Linked DNA regions of Hordeum vulgare: region 1 is linked to region 2. The links are chromatin contacts, called in public Hi-C maps. All regions are on one chromosome and are shown on one strand. The core of a region is the stretch at or near the end of the contact, and the rest is flanking DNA. Distances in the headings are between cores, read along the strand shown.

Region 1 (5,335 bases), core at 233-2,732, 170 kb before region 2:
GTCGTTGAATGTTGCTGCTCACATACTAGCTAGGTCCTGTGAGTTTGCTTGTTCAAAAGCTGTGTACTATTCTACTCCAGAATGTATCAGGCAAACTCTATGTACTTATGTACCACATTAATTTATAAAATGCAGCATTCTCCTAAAAAAAGAGTGATGAGAGCTAACCAATCGTGCGGCCAGGAATTGGCCACGCGCGGAGACAAAAGAACTGATTGAATTCTCAACATATCCATGCAGAAACAGTACGTACAATAATCGACATACGTAGACACACAGCAAGTTAAAATACTCCATACAACATGCACGCAGGGCGCAGCAGCAACACACGACACCGACCAACGTACGTACGTATATATAACGAGCCATATATACGCACAAATTCCCGGCTCTTTTTGGACACACGCTCGCGCGTACGCGTGTGCTAGCTAGCTGCATCGCGGATCGATCAGCAGCAGCTGGCTAGCCGAAGAAGTGGTGCTTCTTCTTCCCCTCGCCGCGGCCGGACTCCTCGTCCTCGGCGTCCTCCGCCGACTCCTTGTACTCCTTCTTCTCGTGGTGCTCGTGGAACGCGTACCCGCCGCTGCCAATGGCCGCCACCGCCGCCACTTCCTCCTCGATCTTATGCCGGTGCGCGTTCTCCGGGTCCTTCTTCACCTGGTGCTTCTCGTACTACACACATGCACACATGCATGGCCGTTAATTCGCACCATCAATCAACGATAGAAACTTGCGTTCGTGCGCCTAAACATGTTTGCGCGACGAATTATCGTTCGGGAGGTACGTACCATGGCGAAGGCGCCGGAGGCGAGGGCACCTATCTCGCCGAGGTGCTCCTTGTGCTTGTGCTCCTTCTCCTCCTTCCGGTACTTCTCAGTCTCGCCCCGGGACGACCCGTACTCCTGGTCGTCGCCGCCAGATTTTTTGTACCCGCCGCCGATGTACTCGTCGTCGCCACCGGACTTCTTGTATCCGCCGCCGCTGTACTCGTCGTCGCCACCGGACTTCTTGTATCCGCCGCTGCTGTACTCATCCTCGCCGCTGGACTTCTTGTACCCGCCGCCGCTGCGGTCGTAGTCGTCGGTGCCGGACTTGTTGCGGCCGTAGTCCTCGTTGCTTGCCTTGTTGTAGCCGCTGTCGTACTCGTCCCCGCCGGACTTCTTGTACCCGGCGCCGCTGTACTCGTCGTCGCCGGTGGACTTGTTGTAGCCGCCGCGGCCGCTGCTGCGGTCGTAGTCGTCCGTGCCGGACTTCTTGTACCCGGTATCGTAGTCCTCGGCGCCGGACTTGTTGTAGCCACCTTCGCGGCGGTCGTAGCCCTCGTTGCTGGTCTTGTTCTCGTAGTCGCCGCCGGCGCCGGACCTGCCGTAGCCGCTGCTGCCGTACTGGTCAGCCATCTCGATCGAGTTAGGGACTACGGGAGAGAAACAAACTTGTCACGGGCTCACGGCTCACGGCTCACTAGTGTAATAAAGCTCACTGCTTGATACTAAGAGCACCGCAACGTGGAGTATTTATAGCGGGAGCACAAGGTATCTAGCGGACACTGGCACGGCTGTCAGTTTGGCAAGCAGATTGCGATTACTTTGCAGCATACGTATTGCTGAATTCAAACAAATTCACAGTTTTCACAGTTCTTTGAAAAAGATCAAAGGTCATATATTAAGTAGCGCAAACCCTTATAAAACACACATACAAAATTTGAAAGATACATAAAGAAAAATTGGGGTGCCAAAATTTTCTTCCTACATTCATCTGTAGACGATGCATTCGTAAGCAAGTCACCTCTGGCATTTGTCTCAGCGGTGCAAACTTATTGAAACTCAAAAGATTGTAGACTAAAATTTGGTATTAATTAATAAAATAAAAGTGATTGCACACTGTAGATCAAATACTCGTAACCTAAAATGCAATCTCATTTAAGTAATCACATTTAGGTCAAAGAATGATTTGGGAGGTAATCACATTTAGGTTAAAGAACGATTCGGAAGGCCGGTGATAGAGCGAGGCGGCGCGATAGTGGACCTAAACGTGGTGCAGTGGCGTCATGAGCCCCATGTCGATGACCCCAATGAGAGCGCTCGTGCTATAGCACTAGGCACACTCACCATTGCCACCATTGGGGCGAGCATCCTAACAGCCTCGCCTGCGGATAAGAAGCCGTAGGTCTTCGTCTATGTTGATGGTGAAACAACGATATAGTCTATTTCATGAGCAACATCAATGGCATGATGATGGTATGCTCACGAACGTCTTCAGGAATTCGGGGCCCCGGTGCGAGAAGGAAAATGGGCCCCTCGCATTTTTATTCCCTAGCTGCAAAGTGATCGTTGTCGAGACGCCAATTCAGTCAAAGCGAAAAGATAGATCGATCTACTCGGAAGAGATGGGAAGGGAAGTGATTAGCGAACGTCTGTACTGCGTGTGCGTTGTGGTTGTCGTTCGGTCTACACATCAGATCGGTCCTTCGAAATCCTCAAACCAAAAAAAAGATCGATCCATCGAATGAGATGGGCAGCGACTGGCTTCAGCGACCAGGCCCTAGAAGCCCAAAAGAAGTGCCAGGGTGAGTAAGCTGCACCTACCAAGCTAAGCTTTCCTCAAAAGGACGTCACCGATTCCTTTTCAATGCCCACCCTTTATTTAGCTGTTGGGGCAAGGCAAGCATAAGGAAAGTGTAGGTTCACACTCCTTCTCAGCAGGCATCCTACTCTCAAGAAGGTCTTGCCCCAAAAGCAGAGGCATTTGGTGAGGAGCTATGTTTGTACTTTTTCATCCCGGGTTATTTCTACACAAAAAATACAAAACTTAAGCCTAGAACCCACGGTCCAAGATGTGAGGATGTGGCATCCATCGTGTGTGCGTCCTGAGTTGTTTTTTTTTGGTCCTAAATGTGATCTGTTGAACATGACTGTGGCTAAATTGATTAATTTCTAATTATTTGTCATAAAGTGTGCAATCGCGCTTTGAGTTGCTGGACTCGTGTCGTATTTCACTCGAGCTTGTAGCTAGAACTAAGTGGTAAAAAGTCGTTGATGTAGATCAGTAGAGGCTACCAGCCGCGTCTGCATAGCAGTTCGCCGCGTCGGAGAAGGAAATGCTCGAGAGGGCATGTAGAATGTACCAAGTACGACCTCACGGAGGTGAGAAATACAAATCTCACACCCTCCTTGAAAAGGCCTAGGCTGACCAAGTGACGCTGTCGTGGACTAAGGGATCCCGGCCTAGTCGACCTAGTCTATGGGCTGGATTAATGGCCCAATACTGAAGGAAAGAATCCGGAGGCCTCTAAACCTATGGTGTAAGAACATCGAGTTCTCCAAGGAACTGGCGTGCAGTCCTAAAGGTTTAATAGATTCTGCATCTATTCCATAGATGGTAACCGGCCATATGTAACCCTAGATACCCCTGATGTCTATATAAGCCAGAGGATTTAGTCTGTAGAGACATGTATTCGTCATCATCCTTACAGTTTAGACCACAACTCATGATTTCAAGGTAGATCAACTATATACGTTGATACACCCATAATACAAACAAGAGCATGACGTAGGGTTTTACCTCCTTCAAGAGGGCCTGGATCTGGGTAGAGACACTATGTCCTCTGTCTTCTGTCCATCGGTCTGATCAACATCTTGCCCCCATTACCCGAGGTATGTCGGTTTTGACACCGACATTTGTGCTTTCATTGAGAGCTCGTTTTTGGATCACCAGAGAGTGATGGCTCACCTGCAGTTTGACATCATCATTGGTTATGGTGACATCTTTGTTTCCGGCCAACTTTTTGACTTGGGCAGTGTGGTGCTGCACGCTGACTCGACCAACCGCCTTGGCCGCGTCGAAACTTTCGCCCCGAACTAGATTGTCATGTTTGGAAGTCTGGAGTACGTCACGGATACCCGAGAAGACCTAGTTTTTTTTGGAACAAATCTCAGATCGATTTGAAGAACCCTCCAATACTACTCCTTCCGTTCCTAAATATAAGTCTTTTTAGGAATTCTACTGGAGGACTACATACGGATATATATGGACATACTTTAAAGTGTAGATTCATTCATTTTGCTTCGTATGCAGTCATTTAGTGAAATATCTTAAAAGACTTATATTTAGGAACAGAGGGAGTAGAACTCTAGAGAAGGTCTCCGATCTGACCATCAAGTCCGATCTCTTGACCAAGCTAATTCCGGAGACGGATCCGGTGGCCGGCGAGCCTGATCCGGTCCCCTCCTCGAATGGGGCCCAGAGCCAAACCTGTCCACAGACCTGCTGTAGGTCTCCGAGGAAACCTCCCTCGCTGCCGACCTAGTGTTAGCCCGGAGTGATGAGGATAACGGGCTTGTAGTAAGCAGCCCGAACAAACACATCTGGATTAGGCAGACTTATAGCCAGGCCCTCCATGCCAATGAGCTCTCTCAAATAAACGAGATGCTGGATCGAATACAGAACCTGGCAATCTCTACCACAGTGTACGTTCGGATCGGATGTAAATCCAACAATTAGGAAATTTTCATCCCACCCACCACCACCTAGTCGCCACGGCCGAGGACGTGACCGACATGCTTGACATCGGCTCCGACGAGGGCATAGACATGGAAGAAGGTGACCCTACCAATTTTGGAGCACTCACACTTGCGGCCATTCCCGGCACGGGGAATTGGCCCGCAACAGCTACATACAATGTCCACGTCATTGACACTTCAAAGGAAGATCCCATGAAGGAGCCCAAGGAGGGCTCTAAACGACGTCTCCCAAAGCGGAAGCCGACGAGTACGAGTGGAAGGACAAGGAAGACAGACTCCACGGGCGACGGTGATCACGGCGTTGCCCCCGATCCCTCATAAAGCTAGGGTGGAAACGATCAAGTCTCACCTGCCCAACAAAATGGGCTAACGGGGACGCCTTGAAAGGATGGCCCCGATAACATGGACACCTCAGATGATGGCTCGGACGAGGATTACCTCCCCAAGTCCAAGGACAAGGTTAGCCTCAGACCCGAAGACTTTGTGGTGCCCACGAACCCATCCGGGCAGATCCGTTTTTAGCGCCATCTAATCGCAATGGCACGAAGCATGAAAAAGAAACATCAAGAGTTGTGCACTCATGAAAACATTCTCAATGATGAGTGGGCAAAATTCCTAGCAGCCGAGAAAGAGCTCGAAGCCCGATGTGAGGTACCCAAGTCGTTCCCACATCGGAAGGTGCTGGCCAATTTTGATCACGAAGCAAGAGATGACGAATTGCATGTATATGTCAACACATATCAGACCGAACGGCCCCTAGAGTGCAAGACCCGCTAGAAGGGGTACATAAAGAACTCCGTGCAAATATGCGCCCT
Region 2 (5,309 bases), core at 1,519-4,018:
TGGGCCACCTTGCTGCACCTTTGTTACATTTGTTACTTGTTACCCGTTACGAAATACCTTATCACAAAACTATCTGTCACCGATAAATTTCAGTGCTTGCAGAGAATACCTTACTGAAAACCGCTTGTCATTTTCTTCTCCTCCTCATTGGGTTAGACACTCTTACTTATCGAAAGGACTGTGATAGATCCCCTATACTTGTGGGTCATCAAAAAGAAGGACATAGGATTTTACCTCTATCAGGAGGGCCTAAACCTGGGTAAACATTGTCTCTCTTGTCTCCTGTTACCCATCAGTCCAAGATCCATAGTTCGGGACCCCCTAACCGAGATTTGCTGGTTTTGACACTGACACCAGGCAGCCCAATCAACAGGTTTAAAACCACTCATTTGGAAGGCTTGGGTGCTCGGAAAGGTCAAGATGTTTGCATGGTTGTTCTACTAGGACATGGTCTGTTGCAATAACATACTTCAGCGAAGAGGCTGGCCAAATGGATATTTCCGCCCCATGTGTATTCAAAACCTGGAATCCTCCATGCATCTCATCTGGATTTGTGTGTTCCCTCGACGGATCTGGGGAGAGGCTGCAAAGTGGCATGGCTGTTCTTTCATGAGGTTTTCAAGTGGGAATCACTCAAGCTCTATCAAGGTTGCACAAAACATCATCAAGAGAACATCTGCAATCCACAGAAAGGGTATTAGGACAATGATCATGCCGATCGCCTTTGAAATCTGGAAGATAAGAAATGACAGCATGTTCAAGATGAATACTCATTGCGCCTCGGTGGTCATCGTCGAGATCAAAAGGAACATGGAGCAATTGAGGCTTGCATGTGCAAAAGGAATAGAGACCCCGTTTGGGTAGGGATGGCACCCGCAGGGTATGGGTACGGGTGGAGCCTCCCCATACCCTTACCCGCCCTGTCTGATATTACCCATCACCCTTACCCATACCCGTCAACGGGTACAATTTTTTCCCATACCCGTTACCCGACAGGGTAGACGGGTACCCGCGGGTAAAATTATCCATATTTGCAAACATCAATTTAAACAACTTATAGTTATAAAATGCATTGTATCGTATATTTTACAAAGATAGATTATAACTACAACACATACTTATAAAACAACATCATATAGTCATAAACAACAACATGTAGGCATACACTTTCAATTCATAAATTATTGACATAGTGTAGATTGTAGAGATAATTTTTAGTTTACATAGATTTTATATGGGTACATGGGTATATGAGTATGGGTTATATGATCCCATACCCGTACCCTCTCTATCCGATGGGTTTTAGATTTTTCTATTTATATATCCATGGGTAAGTTTTTATCCCATACCCTTACCCTAATAGGGTTTTTGCCCGCAGGGTACGTGGGTAATGGGTACCCATTGCCATCCCTACGTTTGGGGACCTCGCTGCAAGATAGTTCCTAGGGTTTTATATTTTTCTATGGCTCAACCCCCACCCCCTCCCCCTCCATGTACCCTGGATCGGTTGATCCCTCGATGTTTTTTGCATGCTTTCTGGTAAATCAATGAAGCCGGGCAAAATCAGATCTTTCGAAAGAAAGTTTGAATTTTCAGCATACCAAGGAATTAGAACAGAAAGCAAAATATATAAACCGTTGTGTCATGGAATTCATCAGAATGCAGTAGACATTTCGTCACGTCCATTTTTATCACATTGTGATGAATTCTGAAAATGACTAATGCCAGTGGCCCTTGGTGGTGGTGACACTTGCAAGTTTTTTTCAATCAAATGACATGTGTAAGTTGTGCGAACGGCTTGGCTGGCATCTCACCGAGTCTTTTCACATTAACCATCTGAGCGGCTTATTCTTGTGTGCGCAATATTTCTGGACATAAAGGCTCCCAATCCCAAATTAGCCATGCCATGCCACATGTGCGTGCATGTGTGAGTTAACTGAAAAAATCATGTATTGTGTACACGTGTCCGTCTGCACGTTGTTATATCTAACTGAACTAAAGAGTTGGTTATCTCTTTCATACATCAATGCATCCACGTGTTTGATCCGTAGGCCGGCTGCCTCTAGTGCATATCTTATCACGACCGGTGTCGGTAGTATTAAGATCCTGAACAGACACTCTCGCACACTGAAGTTACTCACCGTCCAAACGAACGAACCCATACCGTGGTGAATGGACAACTTATTGGCCGCCGGCCGGTAGAGCAAAATCTTCCTAACGTGCTTTGGTCGCTAGCTCGACCAAATTTTGTTTCAGGAAAGAGATTGATATCTCTAACCTTACGCTTTATCATTGTGATGCACATATTTATTTTTTGTATTATGTATATTAAAATTGATTTAAGACAATGAGGCCCAAGTTACCAACGAATTGTCGTGAGTCCAATCAACTATGGCGCACTCACTTGCAGAAGGTCGCAGACAAGTTGCAAAAGGTGGGATCTTGCAACTTGCAAGGGCATAAAGTTCAGAGAAACAAGCAGCTAAGTTCCATGGCCCTGCAGTGCAGGCTCTCGCTCGCTCGCACAAAGGAGCGAAGTGGACGTGCCGAGCCGGTGTCCATCTCGAGTTAGTTGGGTTGTTAAACGCCCTGCACTGTCGGTCGCTCGATCGCGGCGTCGATGTGGGCGGGAGCGTCGGCAAGCAAGCAAGCGCGCGGGGGAAGGAAGGAACCAAGGCATATCCCACGCGATGTCCGTCGGTGCGATGCGTAGTGCCGCGCGCGGCTGACCGGCCATGTGGGTGGCTGGCCTCCGCTAGCTAGCGCAAGGGTACAGCGGCGACGGCGACGGCGACGGCGAGCAATCGGCACGGATGGGCCAGGTGGGTGGCTCGGGGCTGTGACGCGGCGCGTACGTCGTGCGTGCGCGTCCATCCAAACTCGGCGACAGGAAGGCCGACAGTCGCATGTGTAAACGTACCTAGCAGTGGCCATACGATCGACGTCTACTCCAGCGTATGCTACACGGCTACGTACAGGTACAGCATTATTTGTAATGCAGTTTGGCGTCTTTCGGTTAGTTAAATATGAGTGGACGCAGAAAAAAATGAGCCGTAATACATAAAGTGCCCTTCTATATCCGAGCTCAAATATGCTTGGATGAACAGTAAATTTGGAAAATATTTTAAAAAATTAAAAAGTTATTTTTGTAATAAACTTTGACAAATATTTTTAGAGCTTGCAAAGTTTCAGTACGAAATCATATTTGTGGAAGTCATGACCAAAAAATAATGCTCTAAAATGCTTTCGAAAATAGCATTTTTAGAGTTTTTGTTTTTTTGTCACAGTTTCCACAATGCGATTTTGTGATCGAACTTTGCGAGTTCTTAGAACATTTGTGAAAAATTGCCATATAAAAATTTCAGATTTCTTTTGAACATTTTTATAGGTTTTTCAAATTAAATGAGCTCGGGTGTTGCATGTGTGTGTGTGGACTGAGCCTAGCTCGTTCTTTATGGTGGAACCAGCTTACCATGGTAAGTCCTAAATTCAACATTGATACTCATATATTTTTGAATTTATTTTAAACTTTTTGGTGATGTTTGTTTTGTGTGAGGAGACTTTATCATCAACCACGAAGGCGTCTGTGATGACTTCTTTAATTTTAAAATAATGTGTTGACTCAGCCTCTTCAAAGTGCTCAAAGGCATAGAGTTTGCATGCATGTGTTTTAGATAGAGGCGAAGCTAGTGCTATGTCAACCCAATGTTTTTTTTTGCCACCATGTATATGTACATGGGCATTGATTAACTATGAACCCGGCAGTTCTAGGTAAAAAATATCCTTTGAACCCACTAAATCACAATGCACAAGTCATATGTCTTTTAATTGACCCATTCAACTTTTTTTCCTTCGTGAATTGGTTAGTCTGATGAAAGATAACCCGTATCCCATTCTTATTGGTGGTGATTTCAATTTGCTTCGATTTTCACATGAGAAAAGCCGTGGTAGGCTTGATGATGATTGGCCTTTCCTTTTCAATACTGTCATCAACAGTCTAGATCTGTGAGAGGTTTCCATGATTGGAAAAAAGTTCACTTGGGCGAACAGTCTTTCAGACCGACATATGAGAAACTAGATCGTGTTTTAGTGGATACCGACTTGGAATCTAAATGTCATATGGTGTTTGTTCGTGCTCTACCTCGTATCGATGCTATATCTGATCACACACCCATTCTCCTAACTACTGGTTTGCCACGACCACAACATAATGCAAGTTCAAGTTTGAACTTGGGTGGTTGCTTCGGTATGGCTTCAGGACATGGTGAAGGAGGTGTGGGAGAAACCGGTGGCCGGGCCTACCCCAACTCACAGATGTAATAACAAAATGCACGCATTACGTAAATTCCTTGGTGGTTGGGCTAGGCATACTGTTAGTATCCTGAGAAAAGAGAAGCTTCGCCTTTCACTTATCATTGTTGATTTAGAAGGTTTGGCAGGTTACACCTCTACCTGAGCATGAAATCGAGACCAGGAGTCATCCGAATGCAGAGTTAGCTAGCATGATGCGTGAAGAGGAACTCAAATGGTGCCAACATTCTAACTCTTAGTTTGTCTTGAAAGTTAATTCGAATACTAGGTATTTCCATGGAGTCACCAATGGAGGATACTGAAAGAAAATTATGCATTCCCTACAACACGACGAGGGCACGATTTAGGGGCATGAGCAACTTAAATGTTATATCATTAATTATTATAAAAAATATGTTTGAAGCCATATAGGACGGAAACCTCTCAACGAATGAGTCCCGAACAGATGACATCCCCAGGTCGCTGATGAGGAAAACAACCTTCTAATAGCCTCATACTGTAACATCCCAATTTTCTTAAATTCGAATGTTAATAGATCATTCATATGCATCTCATATTTTTTATGCATTATTTGCTCTTTTGTAAATTTTATTCATTTTGCAACTTCGGGCAATTTATTGGAGTGAAGATAATATGACTTCTCCCGTGTGAAATAAAAAGTTCAAGATGTTTAAAATGTTATTTGAAGTTGCCCGATTTGGTTTTGCAAATTTTATAATCTCTCAAATTATTTTTAGTTGAGTTTTTACATTAGGTGGAACTAGGTTTCCTTTAGTATTTATTAGGATATTTATTTTATACTTATATATATATATATATATATATTAGATTTTAATATATATTACTATATGCGTTTGTTTTTAATATACATATGTATGTATTTTTGTGTATGTATATTATCGTTATTATTTTCTCTTTGTTTTTCTTTTAAAAAAATTACACCAGGGGCCAGCCCACCAGCACCAAGCTGGCAGGCCAGCGCCCTAGGCACCACCAGC

The links. A called contact is a pair of places that touch in the nucleus more often than the background predicts.
Region 1: a Hi-C map of leaf shows a contact between it and region 2, with 5 times the contacts expected there. The contact joins the promoter of LOC123426721 here to the enhancer-like site in region 2. A contact is called at or near these places in 4 of 6 Hi-C or Micro-C datasets (leaf and seedling).

Annotation. Positions count from the first base shown.
Region 1 is chr2H:474,651,473-474,656,807 of MorexV3_pseudomolecules_assembly, reverse strand. LOC123426721 (keratin, type II cytoskeletal 2 epidermal-like) reads right to left here and starts at 1,482. Exons shown (of 2, transcript XM_045110592.1): 1 at 789-1,482; 2 at 213-672. The coding sequence starts at 1,397. The coding sequence ends at 463.
Region 2 is chr2H:474,478,545-474,483,853 of MorexV3_pseudomolecules_assembly, reverse strand. No RefSeq gene overlaps it. Among protein-coding and RNA genes, the nearest start is that of LOC123426720, 99 kb to the right of the region's middle. Within about 2 kb of position 2,768, at least 2 of the 3 cell types and tissues checked have open chromatin away from gene starts, as enhancers often do. A contact at or near this core is called in leaf, where this site is marked.